5 separate regions of the Mus musculus genome follow, and regions 2, 3, 4 and 5 are each linked to region 1. A link is a contact called in public HiChIP or PLAC-seq and promoter capture Hi-C data. All regions are on one chromosome and are shown on one strand. The core of a region is the stretch at or near the end of the contact, and the rest is flanking DNA. Distances in the headings are between cores, read along the strand shown.

Region 1 (6,192 bases), core at 1,807-4,306:
TTAACAGAGAACCCCAAATTTTATGAGGTATAAAAAATGGGACTGCTGTTCTAACTCCCAGAAAAGTAGAGAAAATGCTGAAATGTCACATCTAATTTAGGAACCTGTAGTTCATTGCCAGGGTATTTCTTTAAAACGAAACGTAACTATAATTTTCTCTTTTAGAAGAAGCAGATTCAACACAACAAAACACTAAAGCAAGACTTGTAAAGGAACTAAATATGAAAAAGTTCAGTTGCTTTAATAGTAGTAACTTATAAGCAAAGTAAAAATAATTTTTTGTTTTGTTTTTTCAAGACATGGCTTCTTGGTGTATCCCTGCCCATCTTGGAACTTGCTCTGCAGACTAGGCTGGCCTTGAACTCACAAGAGATCATACTGCCTCTGCCTCTCAAGTGCTGGGATTATAAGTGTGTGCTGCCACCACCTGGCAAATTTATTGGCATTTTAATGTCAGTGAGCCAGAAAAGTTAAATAATATCTTAACAGTTTTGCCCTTTTGCTGGCTAAAAGACAACTTCCATAACAGTTTTACTAGTATTGATTAGTGAAAACACCTGAATTTCAGATGTTTGTGGACTCCCAGTTAAAGGAAGGTAAGGGTTTTTTGTTGTTTTTCTTATATTTTAGAGGACTTTTAGTGAATACTGTATACAACCAAGAGTACAAGTTTTTAAAGATTTATGGGGGACCTGAACATGTGAATGGAGCTGCCCACAGAGGCCAGAGGTTGATAGATCCTTCAGAAGCTGGGGTTATAAGCAATTGTGAGCTACCTAATCTGTGAGTAGAACAAACTTGTGACCACTGCAAAGAGAGGTGTGTTAACCACTGTGCCATCTTTAGACCGAAAGATAAGGATTTTATTTACAGAAAGATGGATTTACCTTTTTCTAAATGAGAGTTCCCTAATTTGCTAATGTTAAAACATACCCAAACCAAGGTCATTAGTAAATGCTCCAGGATACACTGATGAGCTTTGGTGTAGGACGATGAGGTCTGGTTTTAGGGCTGCAGGTGCAGCTTGGTGGTAGAGTGCCTAGCACACACAACATGAGTGGGCTTTGGTTTACCAGCATGTATGTGCAACACATGTATGCCAGAAGAGGATTCCTTGGAACTGGAGCTACAGATGGAAATGAACCTGGATCCTCTGCAAGAACCACAAGTGCTCTTAAACTGAGCAGTTTCTCCAACTCAGGGGAAGGCTTGTGTCAAGCCTCACAAGTGGAAATCAGAGGACAACCTGGGAATCAGTCCCCTGTGTCCACTATCTGGGTACTGGGAATCAAACTCAGTCATTAGTCTTTATCTGCAAATCCACTTTCCAGCCTTACCTAGATGGTTTCAATTTCTAGCACCATGGAAAAAGGCAGGCAGACCTGGATTTAAATACTGGCTGCTTCCACGTAGGTTTGAACTGCAGGTTGTAGCAAGAATGGGAACAAAACATAGGAAGCATGCACACACAGTTGGTTAGCACAGTATTCTAAAAATCACTACAAATGATTGTAGTGAATACATGGCATTTTTTTCTACCTCAATTGTAACAGAAGGGGATGTTTTAGACATGCTATTCTGGGTTCAACAAAACTTTAAAAAAAAAAAAAAAGCTGGGCAGTGGTGGCACACGCCTTTAATCCCAGCACTTGGGAGGCAGAGGCAGGAGGATTTCTGAGTTCAAGGCCAGCCTGGTCTACAGAGTGAGTTCCAGGACAGCCAGCGCTACACAGAGAAACCCTGTCTCAAAAAAAAAAAAAAAAATTGAGACACTGTCTCCCCAGCTCAGGAGGGTCTTAAGTTTCCTGTATAACCATGGATAATTTTGAACTGATTCTCCTGTCTGCTCGGATTACAGGTTTATGTCCACCAGACCAGGTTTGGGAGGTGCTGAGGAAAGAAACCAAGGCTTCCTGAACACTAGGCAAGCATCACTAGCTCATAACTGGCTTTAAGCCCTAGAACACCTTCAGGTTTCATTTAAGTTAAGTTAGAGAAAAATAAATCAAGTTTTTCTTGTTTAAAACAGCACCCAAACCTAAGTCCCAAGGGTATTCTTTATTTTTACTCAAATAACAAACATGAACTATGCAGCCCTGGGCTCTAAACGGTTTGGAGATAGTGTCTGGACCAGGCTAGTCTCAGAGATCCACCTGCCTCTGCCTCCCCAGTGCTAGGAAAAAGAAGTGAACCACTGTATTTGTTTTTTTTTTACCATTGAAAAATCTATTTTTTTACCAGTTAACTATTCAAATCATAATATATACACGTTTTTTAAAAATTATCTACTTGGGTTTTTTTTTTTTTTTTTTTTGGGTTTTTTAAAACAAGTCCTTCTCTGAGGAGTTAAGGCTGTCCTGGTCTTTTGTAGATGTGGGAAAAATGCCAACAAAAAACATGCCTGCCTCTGCCTCCCGAGTGCTGTAATGAAAATGGTCTGCCACCACGTTTGGCGACACAGGGTTTCTCTGTGTAACCCTGGCTGTGCTGGAACTCACTCTGTAGACCAGGCTGGCCTCGAACTCGGAAATCCTCCTGTCTCTGCCTCCCGTGTGCTGGGATTAAAGGTGTGTGCTGCCACTGTCCGGCGCTGTTTTCTAACTTTAAATTTTTTATAAAGTACACAGAGCAGCATGCTGAGAGTCTCAGGTTTAGTTGCCCCCCCCCCCCCCCCCCCCCCCCCCCCCGAGCGTGAGCAACCATGTGCGCATGCGTGTGGAAACAACCACTCTCTTCTTTGAAGCAGGACCTCTCAATCAAACTCAGAGCTCATTGATCTGGCCAGTCTTTCCTGTCCTCTTGCTCTGAGGATCGGGTCTCAGCCTCCAAGGCTGAAATTACAGGCAACTGTCAAGCACACCCAGCATTCATTTGGGATCTGAACTCCTGTCCTTACTCTTTCACAGGAAGCGCTTAGACCACTCTGCTACTTTCTGGACCAGATGCTGGTGCGTTTGTTTTTAATGTTTCCCCAAACATCCAGGCCTTTAGAATGCCAAGTCAGGATGTTTGCAGGGACATTACCCTCCGGAATTGCTGAGTGATTGCGGGGATCCCACGCTCTTAAAGCTATTCTCATCCAGGGCTGTGAGGGGGATTAAGCTGCATGAATGCTCACGGCTCAACTGCACTGTTGTCTGGAACATAAATTACGGGGTAGAACACTGCATAGTTAACTAAGCCCTTTATTTGAGCACATCTGCACCCCCAGTATCATACTCACACCTGTTTCTGCTGCCCCTAATTGGTATCCAGTCTGTGATGTGCATGAAACCCTAAGTGGCATTTGAAGCCAAGCCCTTTGGGCATAAGTATCATTGTAAAAAAACAACAAATAAAACAAAACCAAAAAACTCTCCCTATTCACTGCGGAGACTCTTAGAATATTTTTGTAATACCTAGTGGAAGAGGAGGGGGACTCGCTAGTAAATTCAGGGGAATGTAATGGACTCGCAGGACCGAGTGAGTGCCACAAGGCCAACATTCTGCGCTTTAAACATATGGCTTTTCTTATGAGATGAGATGGGAGGAAAACATGTAATTCGAGTCTCAAAATAGCCTAAGCCAAGCACCAGGCATTGTATGAGATACGAATCTCTATTTATTTATAAGCCCAATTACTAAGGCATATTGCTTCGGCATCTTATATATGAAGTGTGACAATAAAGAAATGAGATCAGGCTCTTTTGTTGTTTGGCTCATAAACTGGCACTGATGGAATTTTCAAAATAAGAGTTTCTAAACAATATTAAGGAACTAAGGATGAGTGGAGCAAGTTTATAGCCAAGACCACTGCCAAAGATAAGAGTCCTCTTACTGTGTAGCTCTGATTTCTGTACTGAAACCAGTCATAGTCCTTGATCTACATAGCTCACATATAATGTCAACTTGTTAATAAACTCCAATGGTGAAGAACATATATATCCCCCCTCTTTTTTTTTTCAGTTTTGTAAATCCTGAGAGCCATAAGCCAGTGGTTCAGTCTTTGGTATTACAATAGGAAACTCCTTCAAATATACATGTTATCTGACTGTGCCAGAGGTAGGGAAAATGCCATCCTTTGAGACTAGGATTAAACAACTGTGGCTGGAGAATGGGTTCTGTAGTGATTTATGGTCTCCCATGGAGATCAGTTCCCAGCACCTGTTTAGTGCTGTCATAACTGCCTCTAATTCCATTCCTCTTCTAGCCTAAGATGGTCTAAGATCAGTGCTTATTGTTTCTCTCTCCTTCTTCCCTCCCTCCTTCCTCCTCCCTCCATTTCTCTTTCTCTTCCTGACTTTTTCTTCCCCTTCATTGTTTTTGTGATACTAAGGGTAGGATATGCTAGGCAACCATTCTACCAATGAGCTTTATCTCCAGCCCTACTTTTGCATTTAAAAAAAAAAAATCTTATTTGACAGTTGTCTAAAGTATGTACACACACACACACACACACACACACACACACACACACTGTACTCAACCCCCAATCCCTTCTCTCCCCAGCTCTCTTTTATACTTTGTATTTTGAGACAGGGTTTTACTAGGTTGTTCAGGATGGCCTTGAACACACTAGTCAACCAGGCTAGTCTTGAATTTTTGATCCTCCTTAGCCTCCTGAGATACTGGGATTACACAGGCCTGTATCTATTCTATAAATAGAAGTCTATTTCTATTCACCCCAGATAGAGAGGGCCAAACAGGCGGAACGAAGAATCCTAAGTGTAAGTAGAAGAACCAGTGAGTCTGGGGCTGACTTAGAGAAGGAGTATGGGCGGGGCCACAGGAGCATGGGCAACTATACCATCAACGTGTCTCCATATGCAGAATTCTCAGCTGCTTACACATCCTGGGAAGGAGCCCAGGTGCCAGGTATTGTCCTCTTTCCCTTCTGGAGGGAGTGTTAATGAGCCCAGTGTAGCCAGAGTCTGCCTGCGGGCTAAGTGGGGTTCTGCAACACAGACCTCATTAGCCTCAGTTGGAAGAACTGTCCATCCCAAGCAAGCACTGTGAGGTGAGCGGGTGAGCTGCCACATGATGTCATTACTTTGGACACAGAGCTTCCAAACTGACCACTGTCACTGTCTCACCAGTGTGTCAGTGGAAATGTGAGCTGGCTTTCAAAGCACCGCATGTATTCTTTTTAGTAAGGTGTCTTCCTCCTGCCGGCCCACACCATACACTTTATTCTCATTTCTTTCAGTGCCTTCATTATTTCACTTTTCTTCTCAACTCTTCCTACCACCTCACCCCTTCTCTTATAGTATGCTATATGCTGTTCTTGGTTACGGGAAAAAATAATTAAACAATGTATGAGTATACACACACATACGTGAGTCAAGGAGTGATAGTAAGCTAACAATATAAGTCTATCTGGACTGCTTAACAGGACCCAGTCGGTTCTGTCAGTCATTAGTGGAAGCGAGACACTACTTGGCATCCACTAGGATGTCTGGAACAAATAAATAAGTAAATAAGTAAATAAATGACCACAGGAGTACCGTGGAAGATGGAAGTGAGTGAACTTTATATGTTGGGATATGTTAACTGCTATAGCCAGCTTGGAAGAATTTGGGGGCGGAGGAAGACCTCAGTATATAATTCAGTTCTTTATCTCCTAGGTACTTGGCCATCCTTCTAAAAAAGTAAAAGTTAAGACTGTTTATTCTGGAATGGATAGAGCAGTGTTATCCATGACACTACCGTTGTCTAGTTTCTGAACAGGGGTGAGTATAATTTACTGGGAAAAAAAAGTATTGATTGTACTTTGTACAAACCTCCAAAATACTAAACTGCATTAAAGAAAGCTGATACAGAAGATCAAGTCCCTTCTCATTCAGTTTCTGTGAAGCATCTAGAAAAAGCAAATTCCCAAAGACAAGCAGATGCTGGTTACCGGAAGTAAGAGCGATTGCTCATATTGAGCTAGTTCTGTTGGTGGTGGAGTGTTCAGAGTCTGGATTGTAGAAGAGTTCTCAGAGCTCTATGGATCCATTAACAACATTACCTTGTATATTTAAGATGAATGGATACTTTATTAGTCTCATTTTGTGTGGGAGTGTTGTGTACTAGGACCTGTTCACCAGTTAGCTTCCATTGTAAAATTAGAGGAATATTTTCATGTAAAAATTCAGACAGCCTGGGCTAAAACTAGATTATTAAAATGCCCAGGTAGATTCATAGCATTTGGGATGTCCTAGTTCTGCTCTC
Region 2 (6,192 bases), core at 2,005-4,504, 630 kb after region 1:
GACACAAAGTCCTATGTATAGCCTTAATCTGTTTTTCATTACACTTATACATGTGCTTACTGTCAGAAAAGGAAGTAGAAACAAATGTTTATTACTCATACAGTGCTATAGAAGTTCATTAAAATAAAAATTTTAAAAGTCATGTTAAATAAATCCTACAGAGCTAGAAAAGGTACAATAAATATGAACATTTAAAATGAATTTTAGATGAAATTCAACAGTTGCAAATTTTAGGTTTCCTCCATCAGATTTTCATTCCCAGGGGAAACAGGGTCAAGTCAGGGGTCTTCACTTGTTCCTGGCAGCCTGCTTTCTGACTCACAACCCTACCTCACATGGAGAAGCTCAGTCATTGTGAAGTACTAAAGTACTTCCTTCTTTTTTTTTTTTTTTTTTTTTTTTTTTTAAAGATTTATTTATTTATTATATGTAAGTACATTGTAGCTGTCTTCAGACATTCCAGAAGAGGGAGTCAGATCTCGTTACGGATGGTTGTGAGCCACCATGTGGTTGCTGGGATTTGAACTTTGGACCTTTGGAAGAGCAGTCGGGTGCTCTTACCCACTGAGCCATCTCACCAGCCCAAAGTACTTCCTTCTTAAAGCATTGAGAGCTTTTCACATATAATATGCAAGCCACTGTAAGGCCACCAGAAATGTGACATGAAGGTTAAGATTAGAGATTTTATTACTCAAAACAAAGACTTGGAGAACAAGCTTTTGAAGAAGTTAAAAATTTGGCAATTTTATTTGTGCTGAGGACAGAACCCAAGGTTTTGTATTTACTACACAGGCATTCTACCACTGAGCTACATCCCCAGCCACTGCACATTTAATAAGATATTTAAAAAAAGATTTGTTTTATTTCATGAGAGTTTTGCCTACACGAATGTATGTTCACTATGCTGGGTGCCCAAGGTGGTTAGAAGAGTTCATCCGATCCTCTGGAACTGTAGTAATAGGTGGGTGTGAGGTACCATGTGGGTGCTGGCAATGAACCTGGGTCTTCTGCAAGAGCAGCCAGTGCTCTTAACTGCTTAGCTACCTCTCCTTGCCAATTTAACTTTAGTTACTACGTAGGATATTAATCTTGGTCCCAGGTATTTGCTTTAAATTTATTTGCACACACGCAAATAAAGTTTTGATTTTCATTTTCTATGCGGTGATTCTAAAGCTTTGTACTAAGTTTTTTGTCTGTTTGTTTTTAAATAGCACAGCACGAAGGATGCCTGTTGTATGGTCCTTACAGAAGTCAGCTTGTACGATTATATGCATCTGTTTTGAGCAATGTTACCATTGTGATGCATTTCCCATATTGATTCAGTTTGTTATAGGTCACATAAGAAGCCTTACTTCTTTATCATTTGCAATGGGTAACCCCAAATTCAGTGGAAACATTTTTCTTTTTTATCACACCCTAAGGTCTTTACAGTGTTTCTACATATTAAATTTATCCTGTACGGCTAAGATCTATCGCCAGTGGGAAATTCAAAGGAATGGGCTATGGGTCAGTTAAGCAGCTCCCACGAGGCCCAGCTGTCTGAGCAAGGCATAAGGCTAGCCATTAGCTCATCCAAAGGACATCATGTGGAACAAAAAACTTTATAGGTAATTTTTTGTTTTTTTGGTACTACTTTAAGTAACAGTTTTAAACTTAAGCTGGAATGCAACTCTGCTCCCATTTTTTAACCACAGATGTAATGCCTAAGAGATTAAGAACAGTTTGGTAGGCAGGGCTCTCACATGAATCCCTCACTTAGGAGGTAGATCTCTCCAGGTGAGCCTGGTCTACAAATGAAGTTCCAGGGCCAGCCAGGGATATACAGTGAGATCCTGTTTCACAAACAACAACAAAACAATCTAACGCGGCAAGGCAAGCTTCAGTCCTTATTATTCTGCATCACAGAAACATAGCTTCCTATCTGTACAGTTGACTGAAGATTCAACAGAAGAAATGATCCTGAGTAAGAATGTCTCCGAGGTTGGTTTCATGCTCTCGGGTGTGGTAAAAAGCATAAATTCTAACCCTTGTGTTGTCAAGGGGGAGAGGGCAAGAATACAAAGTCTTTGATTTGAAGTGTCCTATTTTCACCTATAAAATGAAGAGGCTGTACTTGCTGTTGGGACTCAACTGTGGAACACTGACTTAAAAGTCCACCAAGCGCTCAGCATCAGGATGGCCCCATGGGAAAAGACAGCAATAAAACCCTGGGATGGACTGTATCTTAATTTGTGGATGTTTCCTATAGTAAGTAGATTGGTCTCTAGAATACTCTCATTCTACTATAAACACCCTTATTCTAAGTAAACAAACCACTGGGTTACACAGGTCATCTAGAGACATGTTCTAAGCCCTTTCTTTCCATGGGTGTGTAAATGTATCCTCAGCAACCCTTTTCTTCAGAGTTTCTGATAAAGGGCATGAGGTACTTGATCTATTAGTCCCTTCCTCCAGTAAACAGGAAAACAGCACTGCTGGCAAGAGCCCAGGGCCCTGAGATTGCACACGGATCCTGAGAGGCCATGGCTTGGGTTTTCAGCTACAACAGGGAATAAAACCTGGAGCTCTGCCGAGGCAATTTTGCTACTAACAAGGTATCGGTGCCTAATTAGAGTTCCGAAACTTACTCACCAAAAGATAAAGATTTATGTAGTTGCTAACATTTGCTTAACAAAAAAATAAATAAGCTATCAAACTAGAAAGGTTTCAGGAGTTCCTAAATTGTCTCTTGAGTCAAATTCACTCCTCAGTCTGCCACAGTGGCTTTTAACTTCTCTGGGACAATTGCTTTACATTTCCCTGAAACACCCAGAAAGGCTTCATTCTTTCTCTCAGCTTCTGTTATTTGCATTATCATGGTCAACAAATACCTTCACAAAAGCATTCCAAATCACACTGAGACCTCCTCCTTCTCCCACATTCCTTTTATTTCCTGAGAGGGGGGATGGGGCGGACAGAGGGAGTGGCTGGAACCTAACAAAGACTGGGCTGGTAGTTTAGCTCCACTTAAAGAGTTTAGATGGCCAAGTTAAAAGTCACACTGTTTCTTACAGTTATGGCTATATGATTGATACTAAAATTCATTATCTCAAAAGCCCTATCAAAGAACAGTAATAAAAATTCCAAGAACGAAGCCTCCAGGCTAATCTTTCAAAAGTAAAGAAGTTAAAGTCCCATGCTTCTCAGGGCTTCTTGTGTTTGCTTTCCAATTAGCCAAGCTCTTGGGATCTGGTATTTGCGCTCTCTCTCTCTCTCTCTCTCTCTCTCTCTCTCTCTCTCTCTCTCTCTGTTGAGATAGGGTCTTGCTATGTAGCTCTGTCTGGTCTGCAACTCAGATGCACCTGCCCCTGCCTCCCTAGTGCTGGGAGTGCGCCACTATGCCTTGCTGGGGTCTGATATTTAAAATACTTTAATTATCTTTTCCTTATGCCAATGAAAAACGTTCCCAAAAACTAAAAAAATTACTCATAATTCAAATGTATTAAATGGTTTATAACTTAAAAGGTACAATGAGGACTGCTGTACACTATGTAAAGCTGTATACATTCACCACACACAGGATGGGACTCCAGGAGGGATGGCTGCTTCAGGACAAAGCATTCTGGTTCCTTTGTGAGACCTGGAGGGAAAAAGAAGCCTTCCTGGGTTGCACTATGTACACATTTACTGGCTTCTTCCTGACTAGCACCGCTTTCCCCACCCCCAACATTTTTAAACTACTTATTTTAAGTCACAGGGATATTCAATCTAAGAAAAGTATCTTATTAGAGTAATATAATTTCTTAAAGATAGCATATTTACACACTTCTAACACATGAAAATACTCTATTTTATACTAAATTTCAGGTTCAAATGAACTACAATACAGCACTTTGCCTTGTCTGCAGAGTGGAGACTGTTCAAACTGGGGCTTCCAGTGCACTGCCCCGGCAGTGCTCACTATGGTCAGACCGGTCCAGATAGGTCCCCATAGTTACGGAAGCTTCAGGAGCCAGGGGTAGATGAAGAGTTTCTGCCGGCTGCTTTACACATCCACTCCTTTGATTAGTGATCCTTCCAAGACTATGGTGAAATCCTGAATGGTCTGAAGAATTCGGATAAGGGAGTTGACAGTCATGTGGTCTCGAAGCAGTGCATTCTCTTCATACATTCGGGTGATGGCAGGACATTCTGCTAGCAATGGAATCCACTGTGGAAGCAGGTGATCCCTACAGACCAAACAGACACAGGACTTGAGCTCTAACAGATACAGTGTAACTGGCTCCCCCTTGTGTCTTTCCCTTTAATTATCAGCCTGTTGAAACAATACAATTCAATCCTGTTCCTCAAAACCCTAGGATGATTGGGTGTATATATTTCTCTCTCTCTTCCCAATATGGGCACATGGAATAAATCTCTCTTCTGCTTCTCACTATGCATTTTATTTTTCTTAAAGATTTATTTTATTTATATGAGTACACTGTAGCTGTCTTCAGACATACCAGAAGAGGGAATCAGATCTCATTATAGATGGTTGTGAGCCACCATATGGTTGCAGGGAACTGAACTCAGGACCTTTGGAAGAGCAGTCAGTGCTCTTAACCACTGAGCCATCTCACCAGCCCCTCGTCATTATGCTTTTTAAACTTAAGAGCAGTGAATGCTCTTAACTGCTGAGCCATCTCTCCAGCTCTTGCTTTCACTATTAATTAGGCTCTTTTACTTGGCTTAACCAGGACAGGTAGCTGAACCTGGCTTGTTCTGGCACAAGGTATGATCCACAGGTTAGGCAAAAACAGTACACAGCGTACACACACTAGTATTTTCAATTGGGAGGGTAGGATGGTGCACAGTCCAGCCTCGTTCTGTGTTAATGTTAGCACAGTCAGTGAGTGTGTGTAAAAGGGAGCACTGACAACGTATTTGGTACTCCACCATCCTGCCTGCCTGGGAATCAGAGAGCCTAGCTGCAGGCTTGTGACGTACAAACTTCCTCATTCTCAGAAAGGTATAACAATAGGACACACTTGTATCATGTAGGGTCTGATTCTTCTCTTCAGAGACCCTGATGCAAGAGCCTGAACTCTCCTTGCCCACCCTTTCTCCATGTTGTTGCCTCTTTTGTCCACTAGGTAAGTTATGTCTCATTCAGGACCTGTGGCTCCTCCCAGTACTTCTAACCTTGCCCCGACCCTAACCCTCTCCCTCCCAGGGGTAGGCTTCCCTTCCCTTGGCCTGATTACTTATAACTCATCCATTTTGACTAGGCAGGTCTTTTGGCTCAGGCTGCCTCTCTTGGTCAGTGTCTCTGCTCTGTTCTTCTTCTCACTTCTCTCCTCTCCTGCACCATGTCCTTCCCTCTGCCTGCTTTCTTCCTTGTCTCTACAATAAGAATCATCTCCATACTTTAGGAGAGTGATGTCCGCCTCCTCTTATTTCTTTTTCTTTTTCTTTTTCTTTTTCTTTTTTCATTCAGTTAACTACTTGGCTAGTGAACTCAGTACCCATCAACTCCTCCTGATTAAGTGCTGGCTAGGCAAGCATTTTCTGTTGAGCAATTCATCCCTCTGCCTCTTCAGTTTGTTTAGGTTTTTTTGGTTTTTGAAATCAGGTCTCCTTATTTAGCTCATTCTGGCTTCAAGTTTGCCCAGAGTAATGAGGGTGGTGAGTGAATGAGTTAAAGGCAGACATTCATGACTTCAAAGTTAAATAGCAGTTTATTTCCTTTAATTTTTTTATATTACTATTATTATAATAAATATTTTTGGTGGTGCTAGGGGTAGAACCTCATGGTCTTTTGCACTCTGGGCAAGTACTCTACCACTGATTTACATTCCAAGTTTCTTAACTTAAAAACAAAACAAAGCAAACGAAGGCTGGCAAGATGGGTCAGTTGGGTAAAGGTGCTTGCTGTCAAGTCTGATGACTTGAATTTGAACCCTGGTTCCCACATAGATTCTTTTTGCTTTTTCTTTTTTTCTTTTTTTTTTAAGATTTATTTTTATTTTATGTATGTTAGTACACTATAGCTGTTGCTGTCTTCAGACACCAGAAGAGGGCATGGGATCCCTTTACAGATGGTTGTGAGCCACCATGTGGTTGCTGGAAATTGAACTCAGGACCTCTGGAAGAGCAGCCAGTGCTCTTAATCACTGAGCCATCTCTCCAGCCCCCCCCCCCCAACTCCCCCCCCCCGATTCTTAAAAAATCTCC
Region 3 (6,192 bases), core at 2,060-4,559, 590 kb after region 1:
GAAACAAATGCCTTTCTTTTTGAACTAGATTTAAAAGATTACTTCTACAATACTAGAATTCTTAGTTGCAGAAACAATTTGAAAGAAAGAAAACAGATTTGAGAACCAAATGACATCAAGAATTTCCTACTTAAATCTGCAAGGACTCAAAAGTGAGGGACCCCAGGGTGGCACCGCAGAGAAACCAGGAACAAAGCAGTGACATTTACTAGGTCTTCACCGGACTTTTTGGTGTAAAATGGTTGAATCAGATCTGGAATGACAAACAGAAGTTGAGGGCAGTGTCTTCCCAGAACTGGTTTCTGATGGTGGGGGAAGGGGCCACAACACACTCACTCACTCTTTTCATTCAGCATTCACTGTTTCTCTGGGCAAAGCAACTGACCCTCGTCTCAGTGTTATCTTCTGTAAGATGTCCACTTCCCAACCCTGAGGACAGCAGCCACTTACTTTCACATTTCAGTCGTTTTCAACCCTGTGAAATTAGGTATTACTACCATTATCAAAGTGAATCAAAAGAATTGCAGCTTCCCACCGGAGGCATTCTTTCTTTTGAGATGGGGTCCCTCTGTGAAACCCTGGCTGACTCAAACTCAGAGACCCATCCCACTTGCTTGCAGGCCCCTTTTACAGGTGTCACACTAAGCATTCTGAACAATTAAGTATGGCTTGAGAATTGTGTTACCGTTCTTCCCAGTCAGTCAGTCTTGTCTTATCATCTCCGGAGAAAGGGAAAATGATTTCTTTTAAAGAATTGTTTTTAGGTACTTAGGAAATAGTTCAAACCTTAAAAAGATTTCTTTTATTTTTATTTATTTATTTATTTATTTATTTATTTATTTATTTTTTTGGTTTTTTCAAGACAGGGTTTCTCTGTGTAGCCCTGGCTGTCCTGAAACTCACTTTGTAGACCAGGCTGGCCTCGAACTCAGAAATCCACCTGCCTCTGCTGGGATTAAAGGCGTGCACCACCATGCTCGGCTCTTCTTTTATTTTTAATTACCTGTATGTATGTCAATGTAGGTGTGTGCACAAGTGTCAGAGTGCCCAAAGAGGCCAGGAGAGGGCGTTTGGTCTTCTGCAGCTTACAGGTGGTTATGGAACACCTGGCATGAGTGCTGGGATCCCATTATCAAGATTTTAGGAAGAGCAGCAAGCAACCCCAAAGGACATATTTCTAAAGCTTGGCATAGGAAATTAATTGTCCTCAAAGCAGCCTTAAGAAGTTGGCTTCAGATTTTTTCCCATTGAGGCTGGAGGAATGGCTCAGCAGTTAAGATTGATAGCTGTTCTTCAGGACCCTGGTTCTATTCCCAGCACCCACATGGCAGCTCACAATTCCAGTTCCAGGGGATCTGGCACCCTCACACAGACATACATAAAGGCAAAATGCCAACACACATTAATTAATCTTCAGAGAGAGAAAGAGAGATCAAAACAAGAGAAAAATATTTTCCCATTTAAAAGTTTATTTTAGTTGGCTGGCAGTGGCATGGGCCTTTAATCCCAAGCATTTGGAAGGCAGAGGCAGAGGCAGGTGGATCTCCAAATTCAAGACCAGTCTGGTCTAAAAAGTGATTTGTAGGACAACCAAGGCTACAATGGAACCCCTGTCTTGGGGAGGGGGGTGGCATTTTATACCTGTGGAGGCAGCTCAGTGGTACAACACTTATCTAACAGGTGCTATATCATGGGGTTCAAAACAAGCATAGCAAGTTTTGAGGGTGGGCATTTAAAACAGGGCTGGCAAGATGACTCAGCCAATGAAGCCTGACCACCTACCTGAATTTGATCCCTAAATTCATGTGGTTGAGGTGACTATCCCCAATAGTCACCTGGCCTCATATATGAAGATACACACACACAGATGTTCTTTAAAATCTCCAGCCACCCACAAAAATAAAAGAAGGCAGTGAAGACCTTGCTTTTCTTTCTCTCTTAACTCATTCAAATCTCTCTTAGAAACATCATTTGATAATAACAGAATCATTTAGTTCTACATGTGTGTATAGACTTTCCTAGGAAGCTGAAGTCTTGCAGTAAGTAGTCTACTTAAAAACAAAACAATGTTTGCAAAGTACCTCATGTTATTTTCACATGTCCCTGGAGTCACCCAAAGGAAAGCCAAGGTTGTAATATCCAAGGTTTTTAATTTTCTTGACACACTCTCTATTCACTTCAAAAATTATTATTTCCCAGTCAAGGCCACATCTAGATGAAAACAAGCTAACTGAAACACAGGATTAATTGTGAAAGTCGCAACAGATATGGTGTTGCTGGGCTGGATGTCTAGACTGCAAGCAAACCCCAAATACCAAAGAAGCATCCATGTGTCAAACGAGCATAATTTTTGAGCTATGCCTGGAGCCACATACCAAAAAGTTAGCTTGAAAAAAGTGTAAGAGGGTAAGTAGAAGGTCAGTCCCAGTTCCCAGGAATTGTGAAACTAGCAAGGGCTCCCTACACTGGCAACTTCTCCCAGCATCCTTTATCTCGGAAAGGCCCTACTCCCCAGATGCAGCAGTTCTCAAGGTTATCTAAGATTTATCTGAGTCCTGCATACTTTAAGGTCAAAACACAAAACATCCTCAGAATACTTTAAATGCATTTATGCTTTGCGGGGACTCAAAAAACGAACCCCAGACTTTCGCGTTCAGTTTTGCAGCACAAAAACCATTAAAATGATTTTCAAGTCTGACAAACTTCAGTTCAAAAGCAGATGTTTTCCGGACACTGCTAGAAACAAGTTTTACGTCCACCTCTCACTAAAAAAGTTGCCGGATCCTTCTTTAGAAAGCATTAAGAGAAGACCAAGAGCCTACTTGAAACGAACTCCTAACATGGAGGGGGAGGGGGGACACGGTGCACGTCTGGCTCGTAGTCATTCTTCACCTGCAATAAGGAAAGGTGAGAAGAAAAATAACAAGAGGCGGACTGGGGTGCTGGTTACCAGAACTGCTCCGTCTTAAAAGCCGCCCAACCCAACCTGCCCTGCGCCTCGCCGGTCGCCCCACGTGTAAACACACAAAGGCTGCACGCACCCCCAGTTCCTCAGTCTCCACTTCCAAGAGGGGCAAGAGCCGGCGCCCCGAAACTTCCCCGCGTGTAGTCGGAGGTCCTGGGTAGGGCGCGGAGCTCCACTCCTGGAGGGAGCCCAGCGCTCCGGGGTCCCCGGGCACCACGCGCCATCCGCCGCCCTCACCTGCGCTGGAACAACGGCCCGCGCCCCGCCGGCGCCGCCCGAAGGCCGCGCCTCTGCTCCCGGGCCGCTCCGCACGCTCGGCCTGACGTAATTCAAACATGGCAACAGTTCCACTTCAAAGGCGGATGCACGGACCTCCCAGACGCGGCCTCCCGTGCCTCGGAGCCCCGGCCACGCGTGCGTCCCGCCGAGCAGCGCTCCGTCGCTCCGCATGGGTGACCCGCAGGCCGAGGCGCCCCCACGGACACAGCCTCGCTGAGCCGCCGCTGAAGTTTCCGAGAGGACCTAAGGGACAAAAGCCGCCCCGCGCCCCGCCCGGCCCGCGCCGCTCGGGCACACGCGGCCCTTTGTTGTCCGGCGGCATCGGCGACGTCGGGGCGACCCGGACCCGCGCCCGGGGACCCACGCGAGCTCGGGTATCCTGAGCCACTGGTCCCTGGGGCCAAACTTTTGCGGAGTCCCGGATGAGAAACGCCCAGAGGTCCCCGCCGCCGTGCATATGCTGCGAGTTGGCGACTTTCGCTGTGCTTTGGAAACTGGCAAGACGCCATCACCAGGAAATCACATTGTCCTGCTCCCGACAGCCCCGACGGCGACCGCAGCCCGCGGCTCACTCCGAGCTGGACACTGAGATGTAGCACGGTCGCGGCCCTAAGCACGTGGCTTGTCAGGTGAAGCACACACAACAAAAAGGGAAAAAAAAAAAAAAAAAAAGAGTTGGGTGCCTCAAGCAGCGGACCGCGCCGCCGCCTTCATCCGCACTGTTTGGTGCCGCGGGCCACGGCCACCCCTCCCGTGTCGCCCGCACCCACGCTACAGGTGACCAGACGGACAGCGAACTTTGGGCTGCAGAGACCACTCGGCACCGGCCGAGTGCAAAGACCGCGTGCTGCGCGCTCATTGTCGCAGCCGCGTCCCTGCGGACTTCTCCAACAACGCCACGCCGCGTGCGTCGCGCCATCCCGGCGCTGGCCCTCACCAGCTGCCTTCAGCCTGTGTGGCCGCCGGCTCCAGGAACTGGCAAGTTAGTTTCCGAGCTCCGGCTTTGTTGTTCACCCGCGTGCAAACACCGTCGCGAGCGCCGGGGTAGCGCAACACGCGGGTGCACGCGGAGCCCAAGCCCCTGGCCAGAGCAGAGCCCACACGGGATCTGCGACCCCGACCCTGCTCTCCGGGTCTGCAGGAAACACTACGACCTAGAAAAGTCATTGTCACTTTCAGCGTGGATGCAAGTCCGCCGCAGCTCGTTCGTTTCCACGCTGCACTCACTTTCCCCACACCCTGACTTTCGGTTTACCTCAAATATCCTCCTCAATTAAGAAGCGCATCTCCAACGCCTCTGTACAAAAGAATCTGGAGTCCGGAGAGCACGAGGGCAGCGCTCCCCGCAATGCCATCTCCAAGACAAAACTTCCTGTGTGTTTGTGTATGGGAAGGACGGAGGAGGCGGGGGAGGTAAAGGGAGGAAAGAAAAAAAAAAAATCACAGAAAACAAAACCTCGGAGACAGTTTTGCACCGATGTCCGGACTAGAATCACTCACCTTCCACGCGCAGCAGCGTCCCCACGGTGCAAACTGCACCAGGCCAACCTCCTGCAAGCACTCCCTCCGCCAGCGCCGAGTCCAGAAAGATTGTCTCCAGCAGTTCTTCAGTTGCTACCGCGAACGGAGGTATAGATTCCGCTTTCCCTCTGCGCAGGCGCGGCTCCCGGGACCAAATTCTCTTGAATCGAGCTGATTTGCATACGGGCGCGTGCGCGCCGCGGGCTGGGCGGGGAGAGGGCAGGGCGTCCGCGCGCGTTCCCGCGGCCTCTATTGTCCTTTTAAGGGGAGAAGCGGCGAGGCGCGGGAAACGCGGCGGCCCGCGGGGACGGGGGCGGGTCCTGCCTACTCCGCAACGTCACGTAAACAAACGCCCTCCCCAGCCCCCGGGGGAAAAGGAGGCGACGCGGGGGCGTGGCAGGACGCGAAAGGTGTAAAGGTGAGCGTTGTCCTCACCGAATGGCACCCCTTAGGAAGCTACTGAGCTTGGAAAGTTCTGGAAGCTGCTTTTGCAGCATTCGCGCACCTATGCCCAGTTTCTGGCTTGAGGTGGCAGAGAAAGTTGTCGTGGAACCACTCAGTTTGTACTTGTTCCTGCCTTTCCTAAACTCTGTTTGAAGGTGAGCTTTACATTTTGTCTTTCAGGGCCTGCCTGGCTTGTGAGACTGCTCAACTGGTACTTTCAAGTCTGATCACCTGAAGGCAATAACCAACTTCTGCAAATTCGCCCCGCGCACCACATGCACACACAAATTAAAATTTCAATTCTCCAACAGAGTTTTCGTTCTTTGGGGCTTTGATGATAAATTGTTTAATAAAGTCGCATTTTGAAATGGTCCATTCAGTAATTCCGTCTTGTCCCTCTCAAACATGACCCAACCCATAACTGAGTGGTTTTGCTTTGCTCACTTGAACTGAAGTTTTCAAGCCTCTGCGAATTTCATGGTGGTAATTACCGTGGGAATGGTGCCACTTTCTGAAAACACACAAATCCTCCAGCCGTGAAGAGCTCCTCTGCCCAGAAAAACCACTTGTGAGGGGAGAAAGTGGAAGCAAAATACACACTATTCCTTGTGGAATATACGATAATCGAACATCAAAATGTTTCTAAAGAAAACCTAAAAGGGAGGTGATTGTAGAAGAAAGGGAGTAATCTAGAGAAAACAAAGAATAGGGAGGTTCCAGACAATGAGGAGGGAGGAAAAAGGAGGAAGACGCTTAAGTAACTTTTCAGATGAAAAAGTAAGAAATGAAAATATAATTGTGATACTCCTTAAGCCCAGCGACCCATAACACCTGGTTCAGTGATCCTGGGAGGATAGGTAGGAAAGAGAATGTTTTTTCACCAAAACTTGATACTGGTCCTTTGCTGCAAAGTATGGAAACCAACTATAAAAACAAACAAAAAAAAAAAAGACAAGATTCACTGCTTTTGCTGTATGCAGATT
Region 4 (6,192 bases), core at 2,709-5,208, 560 kb after region 1:
ATTTCTGAGTTCGAGGCCAGCCTAGTCTACAGAGTGAGTTCCAGGACAGCCAGGGCTACACAGAGAAACTCTATCTTGAAAAAAACAACAAAACAAAACAAAATACAAATAAATAAGTAATAATTTAAATTTTAAATTAAATTTTAATTTAAAATTAATTACAATTTTAAAAATTTAAATAAGACAAACAATAAGTAAATAAATTTAAATTAAATATATGCTGGCAAGTATGAAGCTGCTGTCAATGGTTGCTGGCTTATTCACATTGCACTTTTCTGGGCATGTGTCTGGCAGACTTCTGGGAAAGAACATGCAGAGGACGACATCAATGTGCTTCTTTCTATCCTTGATAATTTAACTACAGAAAAAAGTAAAAGAGCTAGACATGTAACATACATATGTAAACCCAACACTCTGGAGGCTAAGACAGGACTGCTGTAAGTGCCAAGGCAGTGGGCACTATATATTGAGACTGTCCCAAGAAAAAATGAGTGGACTGGAAGATGGCTCAGCAGTTAAGCACTGGCTGTTCTCAGAGAGGATCTGAGTTCAGTTCCCAGGGCTGCTAGCTACCAATCCTGATTCAGTAACCTCTTCCAGCTTCTGAGAGCACCAGGAATGCACATAGTGCACATAAGCATACAGACAAAACACTTATACACAAAATATTCACATACATTGTAAAAATAAATGTAAAAGAAAGAGGTCACGGGTGAGGCTCTAAGTTTAGTGTGGTCATCCTGCTTCTGCTTCTCAATTCTGGGATTATCCTGGCTAAACAAACAGGAACAGATTGTAAATTGAGTGTGGTGACTCAGGCTGTAATCTCAACACTCAGATAGCAAGCTAAAGTGAGATCCTGGGGGCCCGGGGTGGGGGGTTGGGGGGGAGTTTGCTCAGTGGTTTAAGAGACTCAGGTTCTATTCTCAATACTTACATGGCAGCTCACAACTTTAATTCTAGTTCCAGGGAATCCAAGACATATGCATATAGGCAACACACACACACTAAAATAAAATTAAAAAGAAACCATTTTTAACATTTACATTTGGGCTGAAGTAGCTACTTACTAAACTATGGGTGAAGCAACAGATTAACTCATCTTTGCCCTAAAATATTAGAGTGACCACTCAGTGAGTTTATCTAAAATGAGGGTGTTAAGAAATTTAAGTGTTGCCGGGCAGTGGTGGTGCACACCTTTAATCCCAGCACTTGGGAGGCAGAGGCAGGCAGATTTCTGAGTTCAAGGCCAGCTTGGTCTACAGAGTGAGTTCCAGGACAGACAGGACTACACAGAGAAAGCCTGTCTCAAAAAACCAAATTAAAAAAAAAAAGAAAGAAATTTAAGTGTTTTCTTACTTTCTCTAAATGATTACCTGTACATATTTATCTGTGAGTGTGTGTGAACGCCTAGAAGGCCTTGGGTAATCTCTATCACTTTCCCCCTGTTCCTTCAGGGACAGCATGGTCAACTCAAGGCTAAATGTTTGTGTGGACCTTATTATGTGGGTTCTAGGATCCAAACCTCAGTCCTCAAGATTAAGTCATTCTCCAGCCAGTAACATTTTGTCATTAAAGGGTGGGTGGGGGAATGCCTACTGGGCATGGGAGCACAAGCCTTTAATCCCAGCACTCAGGGAGCAGAGGCAGGAAGATCTTTGTGAGTTCCAGGACAGCCTGGTCTACATAAACCCATCTGAAATTATACAGGTCCTTCCGCGCCCCCCCCCCCCCCCTTCTTAGATAGGGTTTCTCTGCCTAGCACTGGCTGTCCTGGAACTTGCTCTAAAGACCAGAGTGGCCTGGAACTCGGAGATCTACTGGGCACTGCCTCCCAAATGTTGGGATTAAAAGCATGTGCAATCACCAACCTGTTGAGATCCTGTCTTTTAGAAAAGTATACCTAAATTCTTAACATGTTTTTCACCAACGCCACCTGGTGGTGCACCAGAAGAAAATTGATTGAGCCTGTTTCCTGGGACAGTTTTCTCAGTACTTCAGCCCACTTGCAGTCTATGAAATGTTTTTGTTACTGAACTTGGGGGTTATAGCCAATCCTCTACTGAGGATTGTGAGTCTGAGGACAGGTAAACTCGCTCTAATTGAAGCTGAGTTTGCAACCTGGTGTTAAAGTTCAGAGGCCCCAAGTAACCGGCAAAGAGGCTATAGAACTATAGGGGATTTGCCATTTCCCATAGGAAGCAGGGACCTTGAGTGATGGAATAGTGAACAGTAAGTTTATCTAAATAGCTCAAGTCCAAGAATACACTTGTGTCTTAAACAGCAACACAACTGTTCAGTTCCTTTTCTAATACTACCAGGGACCTGCTTAACAACTTGAGGCTGCTGAGCCATTATTTAAGACTGAAACATAAACACAGGCACAAACCCCGTCTTTCCTTGCAGCTGCAAAATCCCCTGCCTGAAGTTAAGTGCAGGTAAGCTATGTAAGTATAGACATTCTAAAATAGAGTAATTTCCTCCTTTCCAGACATGGAGACAAAAGGGCAGCTCTGATTTTAGTCACCTTCTACACAGAATGAAAAGATTTGTCTAAGATCCCCTAGACTCAACATACCACAATAATAAGTAGCCTTTGCCCATGGTGCAGGGAACATGATACCAACAATGAGTAACCAAACTCCACTGCTAGCTAGAGAAATTATCCAATAGGACCCTCTGGCTCCTTTCTTTCATGAATGAGCCCATGAAACTCCTACCTTTGATCCAACTTGGCTGTCTCTTCCTTTTCCAGTCCCAGTTCATTAAACATCACACAAAAACTGCCAGGCATCAGGATGCTGGATCAATATGGACACTGGACTACGGGTGCCTGGAGAACTTCAGCATGACATTGACAGCTGGCACTAAGTTCTGGCTGTTTTGAAGCTGTTTTTAACCCAGGATTTCATATACCTCAGGTGGTCTAGAATTGTGATCTTCCTGCCCCCATCTTTTATAATACATTTCAAACTGGCATTAAAAACAAAACTGGGGTTTTCTGGATCAGCTGGAAGAGTGCTGCTGTCTAGTAAGGCGAGGACCAAAGTTCAGATCCCTTGTATCCAGTCATGTTGGGGCACAGCTGTAATCTCAGTAGTGGAGGCAGGAGGGGGTCCCTGGTGTTTCTAGTTATGCCACAGCTTTAGTAAGAGATCTTGTTTCAAACACTAAAGGCGTACACATGAACCACACACAAACAGGTAAACTCATCTTCCATGACCAGCCTTTGCAGGAAGCAGAAAACTTTTCTGGATTAAAGAGGCACTGGCTGCTGGACCATCAAGCTAGTTTACAGAGTAAACAAATGTGGGCTGGAGAGTTAAGGTCCCTGGTTGCTTTCCTTTTCCAGAGGAAGGAACACCAACGTACACAAATTTAAGAATAAATAAATAATTTAAAAAGCAAGCAAGCAGGCTGGAGAGATGGCTCAGCTGTTAAGAGTACTGACTGCTCTTCCGAAGGTCCCGAGTTCAAATCCCAGCAACCACAGTGGCTCACAACCATCTGTAATGAGATCTGATGCCCTCTTCTGGTGTGTCTGAAGACAGCTACAGTGTACTTTGGGCCACAGCAAGTGGGCCCGGAGTGAGCAGAGGTCCTGAGTTCAATTCCCAGGAACCACATAGTGGTTCACAACCATTTGTACAGCTACAGTGTATCATATACATAAAATAAATAAAAAGCAAGCAAACATTGCCTGATGAGGTGGCACACCCCTTTAATCCCACCACTCAGTAGGAAGAAGAAGGTGAGCCTCTGAGTCCCAGGCCAGCCTGGTGTACAGAATGAGTTTCAGGACTGAGGCCTATACAGAAACCCTGTTTTGAAGAAAAAGAAAGCAAACAGGAATCAGAAAAGCAGGCTTTATTCAAGTTAAACTCTTTACACTTCCACTCAGCTGCAGGTTTGTTTAAGAATAGTGGTGATTTGGATAAGAATGGCTCTCAAAGGCTCATATATTTGTTTCAATGTTTGGGCTGCAGCTTGTAAAAGTATGGGGAGGATTAGGTGTGGGCTTGTTGAAGGTATGTTACTGGAACTAGGCTTTGAGGAATCAAAAGCCCACCCAGCTTTCTCTACCTCTGGGTTGTGTCTCTCTCATGATTGTCTCAATCTGAAAGCTTTCAGCTTGATTCAGCTTCATGCCTGACTGCCTGCTGTCAAGCTCCCACAATGGTCATTGACATTTCCTTCTGAAACTGTTAGGCAAGATCCCAATTAAATGCTTTCTTTTGTAAGTTTCTCTGGACATGGTACAAAAATGTAATTAAGACTGAACTTTACAGGACTTTTGATCAGTGTTTGATCACTTGGCTCATGGGTGTTTCAGAACAGATCCACCTTCCTACTTCTGTAATCAGTGGTAGCATCATAGATCAAAATGCTAGTGTGTTGGTTCAGTTTGTCCTAGTTGGTTTGCCAATTTCACAAACCTAGACTTCTCAGGGAAGAGAATCTAAATGCCTCTGTGTTGGTTTAAATAAGAATGGCCTCATAGGTTCATGTATTTGAATCCTCGTTTCCAGTTGGTCAGCTGTTGGAAAGGGTTAGGACATGTTGGAGATGGTGCGCTTTGAGGTTTCAAAAGCCCAGGCTAAGTTGCTTTACTGTCCACTGACTTCTGGTAAGAATGTAAAGCCCTCAGCTACTTGCAAGCACCATGCCTGCCATGATAACAAAGTAACCCTCTGAAACTGTGAGCAAGCTCTCAACTAAATGCTTTATCAGAGGTGCCTTGGTCATGGTGTCTCTCACACCAACAGAATAACTAAGGCAGCCTCTGTAATATGTGGCACGTTTTCCCGACTAATGATTGATGTGGGAGGGCCCAGCTCACTGGGGAATTAGTCCCAGGTTGTAGAACCATGAAAAGCAAACAAACAGTCGGCAGCTCTCCTCTATGGTCTCTGCTTCAGTTCTCACCTTGACATTCTGACTCCTGGCACTGGAAGGACAGAAGCAAACAGTCTATATACAAGCTTCCCAGCTCACAGAAACTGGAATATGAAGTCTGAGAAACATATTTTGTATATAAAAGCACCCTGACTCTAGGCACACTAAAGACAAAGGAAAAAGCAATCTTGATTGTGCCACAGCACATGTGAAAAGGTCTGAGGAAAATGGTGGGAGCTAGTTTTCTCCTACCTTGTGGGTTCTAGAGACCAAATTCCAGATTGTCAGGCTTGGCAGGCACATAGCCAAAGCCATCTTACCTGCCCAACAGTGATTACTGAGGCCAGCCTGGATACATAACTGTCTCAAAAATTTTGTTTAAAACTTCCATGTTTGATTTCATTTCAGTTCCTCATAATTCTGTAAAGTTGTTTCACACAAAAGTCCCGGTCTAACTCTCCCCACAGATAAGCAACCCTTGTCATGGACATTCCATTCATGTTAAAACCACTACACAAAGTCCTTTGTATGTAGCTACCATATCCACTTATCCTAGAGTCTGAAGACTTTTCTACCCAAACCCCTGCTCATCAAAAATTAAGCTTGGAGCTGGAGAGATGGCTCAGCGGTTAAGAGCACTGACTGCTCTTTCAGAGGTCCCGAGTTCAATTCCCAGCAACCACATTGTGGCTCACAACCATCTGTAATGAGTATCCGGTGCCCTCTTCTGGTATGTCTGAAGACAGTGTACCCACATACAAAAATAAATAAATCTTAAATAAATAGATAAATTAAATAAATAAATCTTAAACTTTATATCCATTTTATGTAAATGGGTGGTTTTGTCTCCATTCATCTGTCCCTCTTGTGCCTATCTGATCCCCAAGGAGTACCAAAGGTATCAGAGCCCTGGGAACAAGAGCCAAAGATGGTTTTGAGCTGTCATGTGGGTGCTGGGAATCCATCTTGGACCCTCTGTGCAAGTACAGTTAGTATTCTTAACTACTAAGCTATCTCTCCAGGTCCTGAAAAAATTCTTACCAGAGACCTCTAAAACAAAGTCATGAGACAACTTTTATTTTTCTAATAAGACTAAATTTATTCAATACCCTAGAGTAAAGTTTTGATTATAAGTATCCAACAGTATAAAAAGTACAAAACAGATCTGTAGATTTCTAATATATTAATACAAAGTGCATGACTACATACAGTACATCCTACAGGCAGAGAGTGGAGGGGGAGAAGGCTGTGGTTGAGGTCTAGTAATAAATAAATAAATACAGAAGTAGAGATGAT
Region 5 (6,192 bases), core at 2,139-4,638, 540 kb after region 1:
TACATTATGATTCATAACAGTAGCAAAATTAGTTATTAAGTAGCAATAAAATAATTTTAGGATGGAAGGGTCACTACAACATGAGGAAATTTTTTTTTTGTTTTGTTTTGTTTTTTGAGACAGGGTTTCTCTGTGCAGTCCTGGCTGTCCTGGAACTCACTTTGTAGACCAGGCTGGCCTTGAACTTAGAAATCCACCTGCCTCTGCCTCCCGAGTGCTGGGATTAAAGGCATGCACCACCACGCCCGGCTTGAGGAACTCTATTAAAGGGCCTCAGCATTAGGAAGGTTGAGAACAACTATCTAGCACAAAACATCAGAGGCATCATAGCTGGCTAGCTTATCTACATTAGCTCATGCTTGCATATACTATTATTACCTGTTGAACTGTGTGGCATATTCATAACAGTTAACTTTAGAACAGTAGTGCCAAAATGTAAAGCTATCTTTCATACAAAATTTTCTAGTTAAGAAAATATACAAGCCGGGCATGGTGGCGCATGCCTTTAATCCCAGCACTCGGGAGGCAGAGGCAGGCGGATTTCTGAGTTCCAGGCCAGCCTGGTCTACAGAGTGAGTTCCAGGACAGCCAGAGCTATACAGAGAAACCCTGTCTCAAAAAGCCAAAAAAAAAAAAAAAAAAAAAAGAAAGAAAAAAAAAAGAAAATATATAAAATGGGCTAGGGAGACTCAGCAGTTAAGAGTGCTGACTGCTGTTTCAGAGGACCCCAGGTTCAATTCCCAGCACCCATATGGCAGCTCACAATTGTCTGAAACTCCTGGATCTGACACCATCACAGACATATATGCAAACACCAATGCACATAAAATAAAAACATAAATTTAAAAATAAAACTCATAAAAATAAAATTCATCTATTAGCCACAAATTCATGACATAAACCACTATACTATACCACAAGCATTTTGCAGATTCTTCCTATACTGGTTTTCAGTCTTAAAATGCTTTCCTAGAAGGTGAAAACAAAGGCACTGGTCTAGCATACAGGCATTCAGAATTAAAGAGGTGGTACTAGGCTGGATAATACAGGAATACACATATTTCTGCTCTGAGGAAAAACATCAATGAATTTCCACTAATAGACCTTGCACTGACTAGTTCTCAGAGCTAAGGAACTTGTGCTGACCCAGGAACAACTTAGTAATCAAATGCCAAAGATGTATGGAAAAAGATAAACAGAAACAACTACCAGCCAGGGCTTCAGCACTAATTTCCAAAGCAAGGGAAGTACATATACCTCTCCACTATAAAATCAAAAACAAAAAACCTACCTGCCAGGCGGTGGTGGCTTGCCTCTTTATTCCCAGCACTCAGGAGGCATAGACAGATCTCTATGAGTTTGAGACCAGCCTGGTCTAGAGAGAAACCCTGACTCAAAAAACAAAAACAAAACAACCTTCCTAAGGTTTTACTAGGTTTTCAGCACAATATAGATCCAGATACTTATTCAGCTTTATCTGTCAAATGCAGATGAGAATCTCGACCCAACAATGCATCCCAAAGAACTGGGATGACTGGATCACAGGCTAAATGACTCAGGAAGTAAGAAATTATCTAATCTTTACCATACAACTAACTGTGATGTTAGGCTAGTAAGAATCCAAGTCTCTTTACAAAGCTGTCTACAATACTTTCACCAATCTTAAACTGGTATCTAGCAGTGGGGAAAAATAATAAATGCTGAAACACTTTCTGGCTCATGGTAAAATGCTTCCAGAGACTGCAGCAGCCATACTGCTGTATCACTTGCTACAGTCACAAGGAAAACGAACTAAACTATCAAGCTATTCCTTATCTAAGCTACAATAATATAACTCAAGAAATGCATCAGACCTATAATAGCCAACTCTTCAAATATTTCAAAAGCAATGTGTGAAGAATAGTTATTCAGCTGTGTCGGCAAACAGAGCAAACATTTAGCCTGGATGCTTAATTGTTCCCAGGCAACTAAGTCTCAAGGTCGATTAAACTTGCAAGAAGATCTATGTTCTCTGATATAAAGAATGTCGAATCCTTAACCTGGCTTATGGTAATGCACACTCAGGGATGGGAGGGGTAGAAAGGTTACCTTCTTCTTCTCGATGTTCCTAATTTTGTGTTTAAGGCATATAAGTCCATTATCAATATAGGTTTCATATGCCTGGGAAGGAGATGCAGCAGAACTGAGAGTAGACTGCAGGGGGCTCAGAGCCCGCTGGTTTTCCCCTTGCTGATCCTGGTTCACTTGGGACTTGGCTGACTTCATACTTCCCACTTTTCCCTCCTCTGAATGGCCGGCCTGAAGGTGACTGGTAACCGAAAAGGGATGGAGAGAGTTGCACCACTGAAACAGATGAGGCTAAAGGATGGGGGCAGGAGGAGTTAAGTACCAATGTAAACTAAAGGTGCACAACGAGGAGCTTCTTTAAAATGAAATGAAGTCAAAACATAACGTTGATTCAGACAGCGTACTTCCACTCCCCTACTAAGGTTAATTGACACAAGCAATAGCCAATAAAGACAGTCTATACGTAGGCAAAATTTACACTATAGGAATGTTTCCAGAAGTTCTATTCCCCACATGGAGAACTGCTAAGCAAGCGGAAGGCTTCTGATCTCATTCTGAATAATTTCTATGGTCGGGGGCGGAGGGTGAGGGTTGCAGCCACAACTTCAAGCTATCTCAAAGTCTACGTGAACCAAGTTTCTTGTACTAAATGACAACACTCTTTGACTGTCCAGGACCTAACCAAGTGCATCCCCCTGGACACTGCTGCCAAGTCTCACAAACTGTACGCCGAGGTGGCTTCCAGTTGTGTTTACAGTAACTCACAATCACTCACTCCTATACTGGCAAGCCTTCCGCTACCCGCACCAAGGAACCGGGAAACCAAGGAGTCGGACACTTCAACTCTATTCAGAAATCCTGCCCGTAAGGAGCAAGACCAGAGCTAGACAGCCCCTGGACACCATTGCTCGTTCAAGTGCCCCAAGGGCCCGAGTAGAGGAGCCCCAGTCAGGGTCACAGTCTAAGGGCCCACGCAGCCCACCAGACGCAGAGCGCTCTGCAAAGCCGCTGAGAAGCCCGACCCCAGAATGCTGGGGCACCACGCTTCTCCACCCCGCCGCGGCCGCGCAGACCCACCCACCCCGCCGCCGTCCTGCTTCACCTCCCCGGCTGCCTCCGAAAGCGCGCGGGAGTCCTGCGCGCTGCAAAGTGGGCGAACTCCACCCCGCACTCCCTTCTCCCCCCGCGTCCCTTCCTCCCGCCTCAGCTTAGCCTGCGGCCACCGCCGACAGTGCACCCAGCCAACTCCGCTGCTCGCGCCCAAGCTGTCCCCCTCAAGGCGCGCGCAACTTATGTAGGCCGCGCACGGCGCGACCACGCCCAAATCCCGCCTATTTCCGGTCCTCTGCCCCGCCCTCTAGCACGCGAGCTCCCCTCGGAGGCTTCGCCTTCCGGTGTCCCCTCCCACTCCCCTCTCGTGCGCTAGACCACCACAGTCCGCCCTTTTCCGGTACCCGGGACCTGCGAGGGACAGGTCCTTTCCGGTGCCCCTCTCTGCAAGCCTGCGCTTGGCGCGTACCTTCCCTGCGCTTCTCTGTTGCGCCTGAGGCTGGTGTGAGATACTGCACCTGGTAGCATGGATGGGCCCGCTTGTTTCAGCCAGCACTGGTGCAGATGATTTCAATTCTTGGAAAAGAGGCAGCAAGTCCTGCGCAGAATGACCAGATAAGCCAGCCTTCAGGCTCTAATGGTTTAAATGGGCACTTCTAAAATACAAGAGCACCCTTGCCCCACAGATGATTTTTCATTGTAGAATGAGTCAGAGGACTCAGCCTGTAAGAGCAGCAGAGTAGATGACTGCAGCCTTTGTAGTAGGAGGGTATGCGCCAAGGCTATGTGTCGCTATGAAGCAATTCATTTCATTGGCACTAAAAGAGTTGTTAAAATTATTTGTTGGGCCGGGCAGTGGTGGCGCACGCCTTTAATCCCAGCACTCGGGAGGCAGAGGCAGGCAGATTTCTGAGTTCGAGGCCAGCCTGGTCTACAGCGTGAGTTCCAGGACAGCCAGGGCTACACAGAGAAACCCTGTCTCGAAAAAAAGAAAAAAAAAACAACAACAAAAAAAAGTTATTTGTTGGGTTGCATAAAGTTAACAGAAAACAGGAAGAATGTCAGCTTCTGAAGGACTGGTGGTAGTTCCTGTATCAAATGAGGTTTTAGGGGTAGATTACTCCCTAATACCAGGGAGGCAGGAACAGACCTAAACAAAAAACACTACCTCATAAACTAAATAAAATAATAAAGTTAATAAATTAAAACTTGTGCCCAAGTATTTTACCAAATAGAATTGGTTTTAAGTCCTATCCTTGAGGCAAGGGTAATTATTTAGAACAGGGCAGTCAAAAGCATAATCAAGTAAATAAATGGAAAGTCTGGACAAGACCACCCAAAAATCACCTTGGCTTTGGCACTTCTTGTTACCTATTACATGTTTACCTGCATGTATGTTTATGTACATGGTTGCCTGGTTCCTGCTGTAGGTCAGAAAAGGGTGTTGGATACCCTGGAACTGGAGTTATAAACAGTTGTGAACCACCACGTGGGTGCAGGGAATTGAGCCCAGGGAGGGCCTGTGGAAGAGCAGCCAGTGCTCTTAACCACTGAGTCATCTCTCCTCCCTGTCCTATTATGTTCTTTAATGTTGTATTTTAGCTTTGAATCTCTGAACTATACCTGCAACTTGAATATTAGACAAACACTATGTTGTCTGTTTTCCTCATTTATAACTAGAGAAAGAACAGGCTGCTGAACTGACCAATAGACTTACCTTTTGCCACACAGAGTGGCCATGAAGCCTGTGATGAGCACACCTTCAGATAACTGAACTGACACATTTATATTTGCATATGCCTTTGTTGGCCTATGCTAATAATGAACCCAAAAATAATATTTCCAACCAGGGGTTGTGGCACATACCTTTACAGGCACACAACTCCCAGCACTCAAGAGGCCGAGGCAGGAAGATTATAAGTCTGAGGATAGCCTGAATCTCCAGATTTACCATAACTATCATTTGGGCCATTAGATTGAGATATAATCCTAACTACTCAATGGGAGAATTGCTAATAAATCTGTTAATTTATTTAATAACATGGGACATAGGCTGAATCAAGAGAAAATACAAAAGCACAAATAATTAAATTTCAGTTGCAATAAGGGTATAGTTTGTATAAGCTTGTAATAACACTAGTAAGAGAATACCCCCACAATAATGTTGCAGCAGTGTTTTCTGAAAATTAAAAAAGGAGAATGACATACACACACAAAAAAGGAGAATGAATTGGGAAAAACTCTCAACTTTTCATGCCAGCTCTTCAGCAGCCGAGGCAGGAGGATCACGAGATCTAGACCAGCTTGTACCACTTAGGTACAAAACAACAAACAGAAGAGAGGGGCTCACGGGAGTGAGGGTGGGGTACAGTGGTAGATTGCCTGCCTAGCATGTATGAGGCCTAGGATTCCATCGTCAGCACAACAGAATTGTAAATATGAATTTTAAAATAGGGCTGGAGAGATGGCTCATCGGTTAAGAGCACTGACTGCTCTTCCAGAGATCCTGAGTTCAATTCTCAGCTACCACATGGTGGTTCACAACCATCTGTAGTGGGATCTTATGCCCTCTTTTGTCTGAAGAGAACAATGGTGCACTCATATACATAAGATAAACAAGTAAATCTTAAAAAAAAAAAAAAAAGATTTTGAAAGTATTCAGAGATAGGGGCCAGAGAGGAAGCTCAGTGGTTAAGGGCAGCTCTTCCAGATGACCTGAGTTCAATTCTCAGCATTACAAGAGGGCTCACAACTGTCTGTCTGTAATTCTGTCTTCTGCCTTCTGTGGGCACTAGGCATGCATATTGTTCAGAGACACATATGCTGGCAAAAAGATAACCTCATACACATAAAATTTAAAAAAAAAAAAAAAAACTTTTGCCAGGTGTAGTGGGGCAGCTTATAACCCCAGTACTCTAGGAAATAGAGGCAGATCACTGTGAGTTCAAGCTAGTCTGGTCTATATAAAGAGCCCCAGATCAGCCAAGATTTCATAGTGAGACCCTGTTGCAAAACAAAACAAAACAATGATAGGAATAATAAATAAATCCTTTGGGGGGGGGAAGATATACCCCT

What was found. Promoter capture Hi-C pulls out the DNA fragments that hold promoters and counts their contacts. HiChIP or PLAC-seq counts read pairs in DNA pulled down with a chosen protein or histone mark.
Region 2: an H3K4me3 HiChIP or PLAC-seq map of embryonic stem cells shows a contact between it and region 1, with 10 times the contacts expected there. The contact joins two enhancer-like sites. A contact is called at or near these places in 1 of 39 promoter capture datasets (cranial neural crest), 1 of 484 Hi-C or Micro-C datasets (embryonic stem cells), 8 of 115 datasets of contacts at active chromatin or transcription factors (embryonic stem cells, stem cell-derived epiblast-like cells and stem cell-derived neural progenitor cells) and 1 of 9 other capture datasets (embryonic stem cells).
Region 3: an H3K27ac HiChIP or PLAC-seq map of embryonic stem cells shows a contact between it and region 1, with 5 times the contacts expected there. The contact joins the promoter of 3010003L21Rik here to the enhancer-like site in region 1. A contact is called at or near these places in 2 of 39 promoter capture datasets (cranial neural crest and pre-B cells), 1 of 484 Hi-C or Micro-C datasets (embryonic stem cells), 11 of 115 datasets of contacts at active chromatin or transcription factors (embryonic stem cells, fetal liver, large pre-B cells and 3 more) and 1 of 9 other capture datasets (embryonic stem cells).
Region 4: a contact with region 1 is called in an H3K27ac HiChIP or PLAC-seq map of embryonic stem cells, with 5 times the contacts expected there. The contact joins two enhancer-like sites. A contact is called at or near these places in 2 of 39 promoter capture datasets (cranial neural crest and pre-B cells), 2 of 484 Hi-C or Micro-C datasets (both in embryonic stem cells), 11 of 115 datasets of contacts at active chromatin or transcription factors (embryonic stem cells, pancreatic cancer cells and stem cell-derived neural progenitor cells) and 1 of 9 other capture datasets (embryonic stem cells).
Region 5: a promoter capture Hi-C map of embryonic stem cells shows a contact between it and region 1, with 4 times the contacts expected there. The contact joins the promoter of Caprin2 here to the enhancer-like site in region 1. A contact is called at or near these places in 9 of 39 promoter capture datasets (the 3T3-L1 cell line, the C10 cell line, Sertoli cells and 6 more), 1 of 484 Hi-C or Micro-C datasets (embryonic stem cells), 8 of 115 datasets of contacts at active chromatin or transcription factors (astrocytes, embryonic stem cells and stem cell-derived neural progenitor cells) and 3 of 9 other capture datasets (adipose tissue, embryonic stem cells and pancreatic islet).

What each region holds. Positions count from the first base shown.
Region 1 is chr6:148,355,930-148,362,121 of GRCm38.p6, forward strand. All of the region lies in intron 5 of Tmtc1 (transmembrane and tetratricopeptide repeat containing 1), which reads right to left. Among named protein-coding and RNA genes, the nearest start is that of Tmtc1, 85 kb to the right of the region's middle. Within about 2 kb of position 3,057, at least 29 of the 459 cell types and tissues checked have an H3K27ac peak or open chromatin away from gene starts, as enhancers often do. A contact at or near this core is called in embryonic stem cells and pancreatic islet, where this site is marked.
Region 2 is chr6:148,989,682-148,995,873 of GRCm38.p6, forward strand. It overlaps Dennd5b (DENN/MADD domain containing 5B), which reads right to left. Exons shown (of 21, transcript NM_177192.3): 21 at 1-4,208. The coding sequence ends at 4,025. Among named protein-coding and RNA genes, the nearest start is that of Gm25539, 25 kb to the left of the region's middle. Within about 2 kb of position 3,255, at least 58 of the 459 cell types and tissues checked have an H3K27ac peak or open chromatin away from gene starts, as enhancers often do. A contact at or near this core is called in embryonic stem cells, where this site is marked.
Region 3 is chr6:148,941,548-148,947,739 of GRCm38.p6, forward strand. 3010003L21Rik (RIKEN cDNA 3010003L21 gene) reads left to right here and starts at 3,310. Exons shown (of 2, transcript NR_144294.1): 1 at 3,310-4,873; 2 at 5,390-5,582. It overlaps Sinhcaf (SIN3-HDAC complex associated factor), which reads right to left and starts at 4,923. Exons shown (of 6, transcript NM_019643.4): 1 at 4,745-4,923. RefSeq lists an enhancer at 5,086-5,120 and a cis regulatory region at 5,101-5,107.
Region 4 is chr6:148,915,088-148,921,279 of GRCm38.p6, forward strand. It overlaps Sinhcaf (SIN3-HDAC complex associated factor), which reads right to left. Exons shown (of 6, transcript NM_019643.4): 6 at 5,970-6,192. Among named protein-coding and RNA genes, the nearest start is that of Caprin2, 22 kb to the left of the region's middle. Within about 2 kb of position 3,959, at least 6 of the 459 cell types and tissues checked have an H3K27ac peak or open chromatin away from gene starts, as enhancers often do. A contact at or near this core is called in embryonic stem cells, where this site is marked.
Region 5 is chr6:148,892,849-148,899,040 of GRCm38.p6, forward strand. Caprin2 (caprin family member 2) reads right to left here and starts at 3,389. Exons shown (of 19, transcript NM_181541.4): 1 at 3,170-3,389; 2 at 2,089-2,308. The coding sequence starts at 2,265.